Regions from separate parts of the Ovis aries genome. Here region 2 is linked to region 1. A link is a contact called in public Hi-C data. All regions are on one chromosome and are shown on one strand. Each heading gives the region's core, a stretch centred on a gene start, on an enhancer-like site or on the middle of the called end of the contact. The rest is flanking DNA. Distances are from core to core; before and after follow the strand shown. Region 1 holds the start of DENR (density regulated re-initiation and release factor). Region 2 overlaps CLIP1 (CAP-Gly domain containing linker protein 1).

Region 1 (6,360 bases), core at 2,224-4,723:
GACTCTTGAGAGTCCCTTGGACTGCAAGGAGATCCAACCAGTCCATTCTAAAGGAGATCAGTCCTGGGTGTTCATTGGAAGGACTGATGCTGAAGCTGAAACTCCAGTACTTTGGCCACCTCATGCGAAGAGTTGACTCATTGGAAAAGATTCTGATGCTGGGAGGGACTGGGGGCAGGAGGAGAAGGGGACGACAGAGGATGAGATGGCTGGATGGCATCACTGACTCAACGGACATGAGTCTGAGTGAACTCCGGGAGTTGGTGATGGACAGGGAGGCCTGGTGTGCTGCGATTCATGGGGTTGTAAAGAGTTGGGCACGACTGAGTGACTGAACTGAACTGAACCTGTTTTCCCATTCCAAACACAGTTCCAAAAATGGACACTTGTCTCAGAGCTTGACTAGTTATGGTGATTGATTTAGGAATGGATGCGATTGGAAACAAGCCCATCAGATTCAACCTTTGGACTTTCATTGGAACAAAACTATAACTTACACTAGAAAAATAGTAATACTTAAGGCTGAAAGATATTTAGCCAATTTCCTGACAATGTTTAGTCTTCAACTGGATTCCTGTATTCTTTGCAATAATTCCCCTGCCTCTCAGAGTCTGTGGCTTCCTGGTGAGAAACCACTGTGCTCTTTCTTTATTTAATAGGTTGTTCCTCCTTTTATTACCTGAATGCTGACAGGTTGTGATGAGTGAGTGAGGAAGTACAGCTCTGGGTTTGAATGCCAGCAATGTCAGGCAGAGTTCACCTAGAGAACAGTATTTAAATACTATCAAAGGATTTAAAGCAGAGGGGAATTTCATTCAGGGCTTTAAAACCTAAATAGAGATGGTGAAGCCACTCAGAAATCAGCACCAAGAAGCCATCAATCACTACTGGTAGGCTAGAGACTAGATCTAGGGAAGGGGCGATGTTACAGGAGCCCAGAAGCTGAGATGCCTAGATTATGCAGAGGGAGAACCAGCTCGCTGCTAGAGACGCTGCCCAAGAAGATGGCACGGTCTCATTACTGCCTCCCATTGACTGAACTAGCTGGAAGCTCAGGAAAAAGAAAGCTTGGGAATTCAGTCATAGGAGTCAACACCCTCTTCTCTACAAAGCAGAGCAGGAAAAGCGTGAGGAATGGCACTGAAGACATTAGGTCTACTACACAGGACTGGCCACTTATCCATATTTCCTCATGTCTAAGATGCCACTGACAGCAAGATGCATCACTAAGAAAGGAAAAACACTGCCGAATTAAACTATGCCACAGTGAAATCTCATAGACAGAGGAGTCTGGCAGGCTACAGTTCATGGGGTCACAAAGAGTCTGACATGACTTAGCAACTAAAACAACAATGTGAAGACTCCATCCCATGCAATACATCTTGATATGAGAGATGTGAAAATGTAAAAATATGTATGTCTTAAGATCATTAACACGCTACTAGCTATGTATCTTAAGCATAGGTAAACGATGCATTCCCATCTTTGAGCTTCGATTCTACCCTCTATTTGGAAATTAGAGACAGTCACTACATTGTAAGGATTTTGTAATTCTAATTTGTTAAGCTCAATAAGATTAGGGACTTTGCCTCTTGTTCACTGCTTCCCCAGCACGTAGCACTTAGGGCATTCTCAGTTATCAGTCGTGTCTGATTCTTTGAGACCCCCATGGACTATAACCTGCCAATCTCCTCTGTCCATGGAATCTTCCAGACAAGTATACTGGAGCCGATTGCCATTTCCTACTCCAGGGGATCTTCCTGACCCAGGGATTGAACCCACGTCTGTTGTGTCTCCTGCATTGGCAGGTGGCTTCTTTACCACTGTGCTACCTGGGAAGCCCCTGGCACATAGTAAGAACCCAAGTTTTATGAAATGAAGTCACCTGGACTCGATCTCCAAATGAACAGGTTCTTGGCATGTTAAGTGTCAATAAACGGAAGCTTTTATTATTGGAATCAAATAGGCTTAGAAACAAGATCTTTTACTATCTTTTAGAATTGATGCTCTTCTGTGAGAGGGGGAAACCACTCATTTATATAAGAAAGATATCAGAGTAGAGGTCATAGTCTCTGGTGCAAAAGATTATGCTAGATGGCTTCATACACACAAAGCTCTGAGCAGACAATTTAAGGGTGGTACTGGTGGTGGCAAATGAAGTTGTAGTCAAGGGGAAGAATGAAACAGATGTGAGTGGAGGAAACAGCAAAATAGAAAAGAACCACCTCCAACATCTACAAAGCACTTTTGGTCTCCATTTCCCTAACCCACATCTCTTCAACTGTTGTAGTGTTATTCCCATTTCCTAAATAGGACTCAGGCTGAAAATGGATACGAAGGGTTTTTCCCAAAATGAAACAACTAGATGGAAGCAAAGCCAAGACACACCGTGAGTGAAAACCTGATGAGAAATGGACTATTTCCTGCAGTATCAGTAAACAAAGGATGTCACAGTCATCATCACCACCAAACTATGAGCTGGTGAACCCTGAGGGAACTTGGGAAGGAAAAAACTACCTGCCATCTAGCAGTCATCAGACTACAGCTACTCCCTACAATGAGCACTGAGGAAACTCAGGATGGGAAAACACAGGATATTGGCCCCAGGTAGCTGACGTGTATATTAAAGGAAAGATTTCAGTAAGCCCAGACTCCTGCATCTACTCTCACACAGAAAAATCACTTAATTTCTTTACTTGACATACCTGATTTTCTTTAATTAACAATAATCTTTTGGTTTTCAGACTACCTGCTCCTTGCTGCAAAATGCCTATATATCCTGGCTTCTGTCCTCCCCAGAACAGTTCTCTCAGGGTTAACTTGAGAAGCTGCCTCCTAGGCTTGAAGCCCTAAAATTCCAGCCAAGTAAAACCTAACTCGCAATCTTGAGGTTGTGAATACTTCTTTAGTCTACAGTGACGTGGGAGAGTTTAATTCCAATTTAAAACATATATAAGGATCAGTAAACACCAGGAAGCTGTGAAAATAGTTGTTAGGTTGGTGAAATTGCAGGACAATGAGAAAAATGGAATAGCATTGACACTGTCTTTTTAAAAAGAATTCCGCCAATATAGGGCAGGTCGTTGAAATTAAACCAAACGCATTTTCCAGTTGCAATCTCCCCGCGGAGGAATGACATCCAATAGGCTGGAGGTTAGTCAGGACTGAAGGAGGCACTCCAGACCCCAGGGCCACGGCCACGTCCCCGCCTCAGCAGCAAGCAGTAAGCAGTCTTCGCTTTCCAAAGAGCGCCCCCTTTCGCGCCGCGACCGCGGACCACCCACCCTCTCCCACAAGTAACGAGCACCGCCTACTGGCTGTCAGCCTCTAGGCTGCTTGGCCCCGCCCCTGAGCGAAATGCGCATGCTCTCCAATTCCTCCCCGCCCCAGCCTTCAGGCTTCTCGCGACAGCCGCCCGGCGGCCACTGAGTCTCGCGATAAAGGCTTATTATCTCGCGGGACCGCCGCTGGTAGACGCGCTCTCGGGCGGCTCTGGCTGGAGAAGAGGAATCGCATGTGTCGCTTCAGCTGGCGGTAGTGGCGGGAGCGGAGGCGGTGGAGGCTGTGCGACCGCCTGGGTAATAACCCCTCGTGCCTCTCCCGCTTCGGAGAAGCTTGTAGAGAGCGTGAGGAAGCTGAGGTGCTGTCCGGCGGAAGGGGGCCGGGCCGGGCGCCTCCACACCCCCGCCCACATGGGCCGCTCTGGTGTCCCCGGGGTTGCCCCTGTCGCTTCAGGTCGCGCCCTCACACCTGACCGCCCTTGTCGCCTTAGTCCTGTTACATTCTGCTCCTTTCTGGTTCTTTTGCCCGTATTCTTATCTCCTCAGACTCTAGTCTCCCCGCCCTCTCCCACTTCCATCCCCTCTCCCGACTCTAAAGCGTCCCTTTCTTGGCATCCAGCCGCCCCCACACCCTGCACTCTGGGCGCCTCCGGCGACCCACCCCTTCTTCACCCCCTCTTCGTAGGTTTTTCCAGCCCCTTCAGCTGCTTCGTGGCCTTTCTCTGTTGTACTTTGCATCCCTCCCGAATCACCCCCTAAACCTTTTGCCTTGCCCCCACCGAGGTCACTATCCCCATCCTTTTTTCCCATTGCTGCTGCTTCCACCGGTGCCCCCCCCCCGCCCCGCCCCTCGTTGTCATGGTCCATTTGCTATGAATCTCACTGTTGTCGCTCGCTTTCCTGGAAAATGGTGTGCCCAGAATTACTCATATTTTATGGATCCAGCTTCTTACCTTTCATTCAGCAGAGAATTGAAACAGATTTGGGGTGGGGGGATTTCTACTGGAAGACAAGGTTACACTTGAACAGTGTTTCTCTCAGGGCCTTGGTCCCAAATAGTGAAGCTGTGTTATTTTCTTTTCTGACAGGTTTTGAAATGGCTGCTGACATTTCTGAATCCGGTGGGCATGATTGCAGAGGAGACCAGAGGAGCAACACCAAGTTAGATGCAGATTACCCACTTCGAGTCCTTTACTGTGGAGGTAAGTGTTGGAAGGCAGAAAATGGCTTTTACTCACCGTATTTTTAGACGTTATGATCAGTGGCTTCACATTTGGTCCAAGTAATTTTTTCATCTTTGTCATTTGGTGAATCTTTAATTGGGAGTTGGGGAAGAGGAGGCATGGATGAACAGATTTTCCCAACCTGTGGGACTTGTGTCTTGCTACTTGGCCTGGAGAAATTTTCAGTCCAGTTGGAATAGACATGTGTAAATAGATTATTCCAGCCCAAAGTAACTTTCCAGTCTGGCCGTTAAAGTTGGGCTTCTTGTAAGATAATTGACTCTTAGGGATGACTGGATGAGGGAGTGGGAAAATGCATCCTAGATGAAGTGAATAGCTGTGTAAGGAAAAGCTTGTCTGTGGAGAAATAAGCAGTTTTGTATGAGTATAGTGTGTAGTGTAGGAATAGTGTAATAACAAGTGGAAGATGATGAGACTGGAGTGATGGACAGTAGGACAGTTGATTAATAAAATGTGGATCAGGGTTTTTTTTTCCCTTTGAGTGTGTTTCCTCATTTTCAGTTCAGAAATATTTGTTAATTGGAAATAGCTAATTTTACTAGCATCTTGAAAAGGTTCAGAAAAATTTGAAGACATACGACAGTAAAGTAAAGGGCAAGTAAATATTATCTTTTTCAGTAAATATTTTTGGCCACTTACTACGTGCCTAACTGTTTTGTGTGCTGGAGACTGAATAATAACTAAGTTCGGAGAAGTCATTGTTCTTGTGGACCTTACCTTCTGTGAATGTAATGGAGATTTCTTCTGGAATTTAAGTACTATAAAAGGAGAAGTGATGTCACTGAGTTGAAAAATTGTATCGACTCATCATTTATTTACTATCTTTGATTAAGAAAATAAAATGAGTATAAAATATCCCAGAGAGTAGGCAGGGGAACTTTATGTAAGGTTGACTTTGGAGTCATGGACCAGGGTTTGCATCCTTACCTTGGGCTTTACCAGCCGCTTCTGCTTTATTCTAGCTCTGTGACCTTGGGCAAGTTACCTGATTTCACTAAGGGTTAGAGGTCTGTTTCTTAAGGTCTGTAAAATAAAGATGGTGATTATATCTGAAGTCAAATAATTCCTATAAAGCTGGTTCAACAATGAATACAAGAACATAATACAGTAAGTGCTCTTATTAAAAAAGTATACTGGTTTAGTTTATTCATTCTTGCTCGTCAGATGTAGTTATGAGTTACCATTCTTTGTATCCTAATTCATTGAATCTAAGTCTTCGTATGTTATAAGATGCACCATTATTTTAGGTTCCACTGAGGAAGAAAAATTTTTTAAGATTGACATGCCATAATTATGGGATGCATCCCTGTAAAAGTGAAAAGAAGAAAGAATTAATGAAATACAGTATATGAAAGTCATCCTCTTCAATTGCTTATGTCACTTCTGAGTTGGTTTTGAATAACTGCACTAAGTATGCATCTAACCCAGTGATATTTCACCAGTAGTCACCAGAGGTCCCTAACCTTTTTGAGAAAGGTTTATTTTTATTTCCCTAGTTTGTGTTGATATTCCAGGCACTAGGATGGAGACAGGATTACCTTTTCCTTAAGGAGTTTAAAGTCTAGTTGTAGGAGAAGGACTTAGGGAATATTCAGTGGTAAAATAAATAGTACTGACCAGAGCTATTAATTAGGATTTTAGGAAAAGGAGGGATCTTTGTTTGAAGGGAAGCTGGTAAAGTGAAGTGAGAAACCTTACGTAATAGGTAGAATTTGCAAGGAAAGGTGGTAAGGTGAAGTCAGTCAGTCGTGTCTGACTCTTTGTGACCCTATGGACTGTAGCCTACCAGGCTCTTCCATCCATGGGATTTTCCAGGCAAGAGTACTATGGGGGCA
Region 2 (6,196 bases), core at 401-2,900, 290 kb before region 1:
GCTGCTTCTCCTTCAGGGCCTCCTGGAGGGCGGTGGTGCCGGAGATCTTCCTGGCGTAACGGGAGGAAGTTTCAGTCAACTGCAAAGGAAAGTTAAAGACGTGAAGGGCGGCGATGCTATGAGGGATGTAGGGAGGGGGCAGTACATGCAGGGCGGGCGTCTCCTCGGCAAAGTAAAAGCGTTGCCCCTGGCTCGCAGGCTTGCCCAGGCTTAGGAAAGGTTTTCCATCGTGGAGACAAGACGGTGCATGCCTCGGGCCTGTCAATGTCACAAAGAGCCCACCGATGTAAAGAGGCCACAGAAAAACCAGGAAGATGTTTGTGGCTCAAAATCAAAGGTGCCCTGAGCTGGGCTGAGGGGGCCGGGTAGAAAAATCCTGCAGGACCCAGGTCACAAGCTTCTCAAGACTCCATTTCCACCTGGACTTCATGAACAGTTATCTTCTCATGAAAACAATTTGGCCAATCTTCTGATCCTTAGACTTTAGAATGAGACTTTTTTCAACTTCTTGAGCTTCTACACACCTTTAAGTGACCATGATGTCACCCAAGGAATCACAGACCTTCCTTCAACTGATTACATAGTTTACACAGTCGGAACTTTGTCAGATTTGCTTCACCTTTCTTCTAGAACGAAAGGCAGAGGTGATTTCACCCAGGGATCCAGCTGTGAGGACCTGGTTTCCAATCCCCAGAAAACATTTACAAGGATACGATGAAAAGGAAACTTGTGTTGTGCCTTCCAAGCATGTGTGAATGGATGAGCGTGCAAGTACACACGTAAGAGAAAGGAAGAAAAATGGCACGGGGTGGGGCGGGCGGAGAAAAGGGGGAAAGGAGAAGTTCGTGGAGAAAGAAAAGTAGGGGGAGGAAGGAGAGAGAGAAAGAGTGGATGAGATGGGGAGGGGGGAGGAGAACAGGAGTTGAGGGAGAGACAGCAGCGGGGGAAGCGTGGAGAAAACCTGTTTCTGCTCTCATCTCTGCTGTTTCACATAGCAGACACCTCTCAAGGTGCCTAACTGTCATGTGAAAACACAGAGGACAGAACCTTCTGGTAAAGAGTTCAGAGGTCATTTGGACAAGCTGAATAACACTCTTGCAGGCTGGACTCTGGGGGCCTGGGAGGGGCTCCAGACAAAGCTGCAAACCTTTGGCCAGCGTTTGTCTGAGACCATTTACCGAGTGATCGCTGGCTTGAGGAGAATGCCACTGTTTCTACTGAGAGCAATTTCTTGAATTACTTAAACATATGAGGGGGAGGGGGACTTCCTGTTCTCTCTTTTAACCACCTGACCTTGACTTTCCAGTTTCACTATGTGGTTATACTTTCTCGTACTAATATTTCCTCCCTTAAAAAAAGAAAAAAGAGATTTATTTATTTGGCCGTGTCAGGTCTACATTGCGGCATGCAGGATCTTCATTTGTTTCAGCACGTGGAATCTTTAGTGTGGCATTTCAACCCTCAGTTGTGGCATATGGGATCTAGTTCCCCAACCAGGGATCGAACCCCGGGCCCCTTGCACTGGGAGCGTGGAGTCTTAGCCAACATTTCTTCCTGAATACACTAAATCTGAGCTTCTCAAACCCTGCAGGGAGACACACCCCAGGGTGCTGCAGCTAACTCCCAGGTTAACAGTGACGCCTGTTGGACATGATGCAAACTACTAGCTTGGAGGGAATTCAGCTTCAACCTTGGATTGTATTTATAATGACACTACATTCCTTTCAGTCACATCTCTCCAAAGCTGGGTTTTGGCCACTGCCAGGACAAAAAGCCCAAATCAATGTAGCAAAGAAAATGAGGGAGGCAGTGTTCACTACGAGTCCAAGGTTTGATAGGATGTGCAATGCCCATGAGGAGCAACCTAACAGTAACTCACTGTGGTTATTTAAGAATGAATTACAAATACTATTTTTGCTTTCATCTAATGAGAATCTTTTTTTTTTTTTTTGAACAGTAACTAAACCATGAGGACATAAATATGAAGTTGTTTGGACTGAAATACTTAATAAACAGAACTGTTAGCTATTTTTTTTTTGGCCTATGGGCACTGTGAGAAAATAACAGAGACTCTAAAGGTTCTGTGGAACTGTGATAAATACTGTCAGAAGATCATTTTCATTCAAGAATCTTTCAGCTTTTTTTACATATGTACAATGGATCATATTGTTGAGCTGTATTTTTAGGAAATCATGCATTTGATTATTCTGTTTTTCACATATTCATTTATGGTGATTTCTGGTTTAGAAACTGTAACCACTCGATATAAAGAGATAAAAATAAGCTGCTTTAAAAGGCAATGAGACTCATTTCTCTTTCGCTAGTTTTCTTCAAAGAGGAATCAGAACTGGTCTAAAAACTAAGAGGAGAGGTTGGGGGGACAGGAAGGGCTTGGGGAATTGCCAAAGAAATGGACACAATTGTAACACAATAAAAATGTCTCAAAAAAAAAAAAAAAAAAACCCACTCAAGAAAGAATTTCGAATCCAGAATAGACATGTCCACAGAATTGCTCCTGGATTAGTCCTGAAAATGTAAACTCATGTCCTGAAACATAAACTCGATGTCCACATTAGAGCTGGCCGACTGACTCTGAACAAGGCTTCATCCAAATAGAGGATTTTCTTCACCTTCATTTCACTCAGACATTCTAAGAGTTCTTGTCAAGCTTTTCTTATCAAGTTCACTTGTAATTTTCACACTGAAGATGCAGGCTTTTATATGCAGAATAACATAGTCCAAGCAGGTACCTGTATCACCTGAACGTAAGGGGAAGAAGTTCAATGACTGCAGAGGAGGGTAGCCCCTGCTATAAAGAAAGACGCCCCCGAAGGTCCCGTCCCTGCCCAGTGTCAACGGAAAGAAGGCCAAGCAAGATCAGGGGCCAGCAGCCTTACTCCCCAGTCGCGCCACTTCACATTCTAATTCCTGTCTGCAGTTCATTGTCATGAACCAGAGACCCAGAATCCAGTCTGGAGTGTAATCGCACGCAATCATGTCAAATTTGAACAGTTATCTGCCTCACTTCAAGCGAATAAACTGAAGGGCAAGGAGTGGGGGTGGGGAAGCAAAGCCAAAAAGTCATTGCTTTGGCCCTAAGAAAGCATGACATTAACAAACAGAACAAGATGCTGCCTATTTTGATTCTGATGATTTTATCTTACTGATCAAAGCAGGAAAGGGGGAGAAAAGGAGAGAGAGTGGGAAGGGGAGATGGAGAGAGGAGACAACACAAAACAGGGCCTTTCAGGCATCTTTTCCAGTTGTCTAAGTTCTTCTCTGCATCCTCGGGCCTGAGGCAGGAACACTCCACACCCACTGATCTGCTTTCAGTGGGTGAGACTGCATGAACACAACATGAAAATTCTAAGAACATGCCTTTTCTCAAAATACTTTTAGTTCCTAGTCTGACAACAAAGAGAAAGAGACCCAGGTAGTTGGGGAAAGGGATCCCTCCAATTTTCCTGTCTTCCTGATGCAAAAATAATATCAGAATGATCAACCATCCCATATGTTAGACTAGGGAGTCGTTACTATCGATTCACCAAGCACTGTGGTATCTCCCAGTCTTAGGAGTCTGAAAGGAGCTGTTAAAAATTCTTTTGGGTTCTCTTTTGCTGCGAAATGTATAAGGATGTTCACAAGCTACAGTGAACAAACATTTCATACAAGGGTGAGAGGAGGCGTAACCTTTCCTAAAGCGAAGCAGGCGTGCTGATGGCAGTGGGGGGCATCTGACATGCCTGGGATGCAGAGATGCACAGACAGGAAGGGAGGCTCACCAGTCCTGTCCGGCTGGGCTTGCTGCTCACGGAGGAGGCCACGGAGCTCATGGAGCTGAGAGAGGAGGCGGACGGGCTGCGCTTCATGCTGGCAGGCGTGGTCGCCATCACGCGCCTCACCGCGGCAGCCTTGGCTTTGGCTGGCGTGGTGGAGGGGAAGCCGATCTTGGTGACTTTGTGGACCGGAGCAAACAGGCCATACTTGGGTTGACACTGAAAATACCTTGAGGGGACAACAATTAAGGACAGGAACAAAAAGCGGCTTAATGACAAGAAAGAAAAACTTATAACCAAAAGGTTCTCCTGACTCTTAACTTGTGACCGGCTTGCTGTGAATTCTACCAACCGGCTGGGGCGGTACACCCAGCCTGCAGCGTTCACTGGGTATGCAGGCTGATAAATAACTTCAGTAATGTCCTCAAAGACACACGAGGAAACAACAGTGTGATACGCAGAGACGGAATCACTCGTCTGTTGCTAAGATTCTATGTAAAAAGGAAGTCATTTCTACTATCTGATAAACACACAACAGAAGAGTTCAGCAACCCAGTGATCCCACTTAATAAAACCTTGCTAAACAAAAGGAAAAAGAAATCGAACAAGCACCTAGCTGGCCGATTCACTCAAGTAAAGGGGGAGAAGTATCATCTGGTTAGTCAGTTATCAGACTGACACTTGGAGTCACATGTTATGACTAGCGCATTTTTAACATCTTAATATCAAGAATATGAACACTATAGCTTCATAATCATCACAGCACTAAGAGATTTTCGAAAATCTCAAGGCATTATTACTGTATTTGGTGCATAGCGTCTATATACTTATAATCATCAGCTGTAATAAACGCATCCCTCCGGATATTGACAATGGGGGGAGGCCTGTGCACGAGGTGGGGCAGGAGGTCGAGAAGGGCTAGCTGCATCTCCCTCTCAGTTCTGTGAACTGAAAACTGCTCTAAAACAAAAATAAAATCTTAAAAATAAATAGATACATAAACCCAATGTTTGCTCAGAATCTACTCAGATGCAATGCACATATCACTAAACGAGAGTCAGGGGACTTCCCCGGTGGACCAACGGTTAAGACTCCGCCTTCCAATAGAGGGAGTGTGGATCTGATCCCTGGTCGAGGAACTAAGATCCCACGTGCCACAGATCCCATGTGCTGCAGGGTGTGGCCAAAAATTTAAAAAATAAGTAAGTAGTTTTCTTAAAAAGCTCACACACACACAAAAAAATTTTTTTTAATAGAACAAGGGGAAAAAAAAAAAGACAGACCATCTAAGAGAGAACAACTAATCCTAGCAGAAGGGAAAATCAGTAGGTGAGTCTTAGGAAATACAAGTGCAGCTCTTCAAAACGCTCATGTCTATTTTATTACCCACACTGGGTGGGGCTGGCTTGAGTATCTTTATGTGCAGGAGGAAGACGAAATTCCAACAGCAGACGCACCTTGTTCCAGCAACAGCCCCGTCGTTCTTCCCGAGAGGCTCATCCAACTCCACGCCACACCACTCCCCCTTGGCGAAGTCTGTCTCCCCAAGAAACCGGACTACACCCGCCTTCGTGCCACCAACCTGGAAGCAGAGAATAGTGAAAGGAAGAGGTGAACAGCTTAATCCTTTGCAGTTAGAGCCAATACTGTGTTCCATCATTTCTGTGGGCAGCTCTTCTCTTAACCTCCTCTCCAACTGTTTAAAGAGTTCTCTTCAAAGGTCAGCAAAGGTCACCTGGGTTCTGTTGCTAGAGTGATCTGATACCTAGCATAGTCCAATAATGAATTCTTTAGAAAAAGGGAATAATTACTATTATTACTATTACTTCATGCCAATAGTAATAATTACTGTTACTCCAGAGGGAGTTTGCTGCTTCAAAATAAATATCTGCTAAAAAAAAAAAAAAAACCCATACGTTACTAAAAGAAAAACAAAATTTGAGTATAATCCACTGCAACAATGGCTGTGTTCATTTTCTCAAACTTCCTTTATATCATTACCCATGTAAAGCAATAACATATACATATTAAGGACAAATATTCATATATCTACACATATGAAATATTAATTCTTCAAAATATTTAAAATATTGATATTTTCTACTGTGAGGCTCTTCACTGCTTCACAACTATTAAAATGACAGTTCTTCACATTTTATTTCACATGAACTGGCCAAAGCTTTGAATCTTTTTAAATGTCTCTTTGTCCCAGCTGCTGGCGATATAACATGCAAACATTATTTCCAAAATTATCCCATTACCATTTACTAATCCTTCCTTTGCCATTATTTTTGTTTTGGATACTCATTTTTATCATATTCTCTCTCATGTGCACAGAAAGAGAACAGATCTGAGTCTTTTTAGAGTTTCAGAAATTCAGTATCTGTGCTACTGCTACTTCACAACCTGTATCATATTTG

What was found. A called contact is a pair of places that touch in the nucleus more often than the background predicts.
Region 2: a contact with region 1 is called in a Hi-C map of liver, with 2.8 times the contacts expected there. The contact joins the enhancer-like site here to the promoter of DENR in region 1. A contact is called at or near these places in 4 of 16 Hi-C or Micro-C datasets (blood, hypothalamus, liver and 1 more).

What each region holds. Positions count from the first base shown.
Region 1 is chr17:52,788,646-52,795,005 of ARS-UI_Ramb_v3.0, reverse strand. DENR (density regulated re-initiation and release factor) reads left to right here and starts at 3,473. Exons shown (of 7, transcript XM_060400753.1): 1 at 3,473-3,640; 2 at 4,370-4,483. The coding sequence starts at 4,378.
Region 2 is chr17:53,081,240-53,087,435 of ARS-UI_Ramb_v3.0, reverse strand. CLIP1 (CAP-Gly domain containing linker protein 1) reads right to left here. Exons shown (of 27, transcript XM_060401140.1): 4 at 5,234-5,358; 5 at 3,783-4,005; 6 at 1-79. Among named protein-coding and RNA genes, the nearest start is that of VPS33A, 71 kb to the left of the region's middle. Within about 2 kb of position 1,650, at least 2 of the 54 cell types and tissues checked have an H3K27ac peak or open chromatin away from gene starts, as enhancers often do. A contact at or near this core is called in liver, where this site is marked.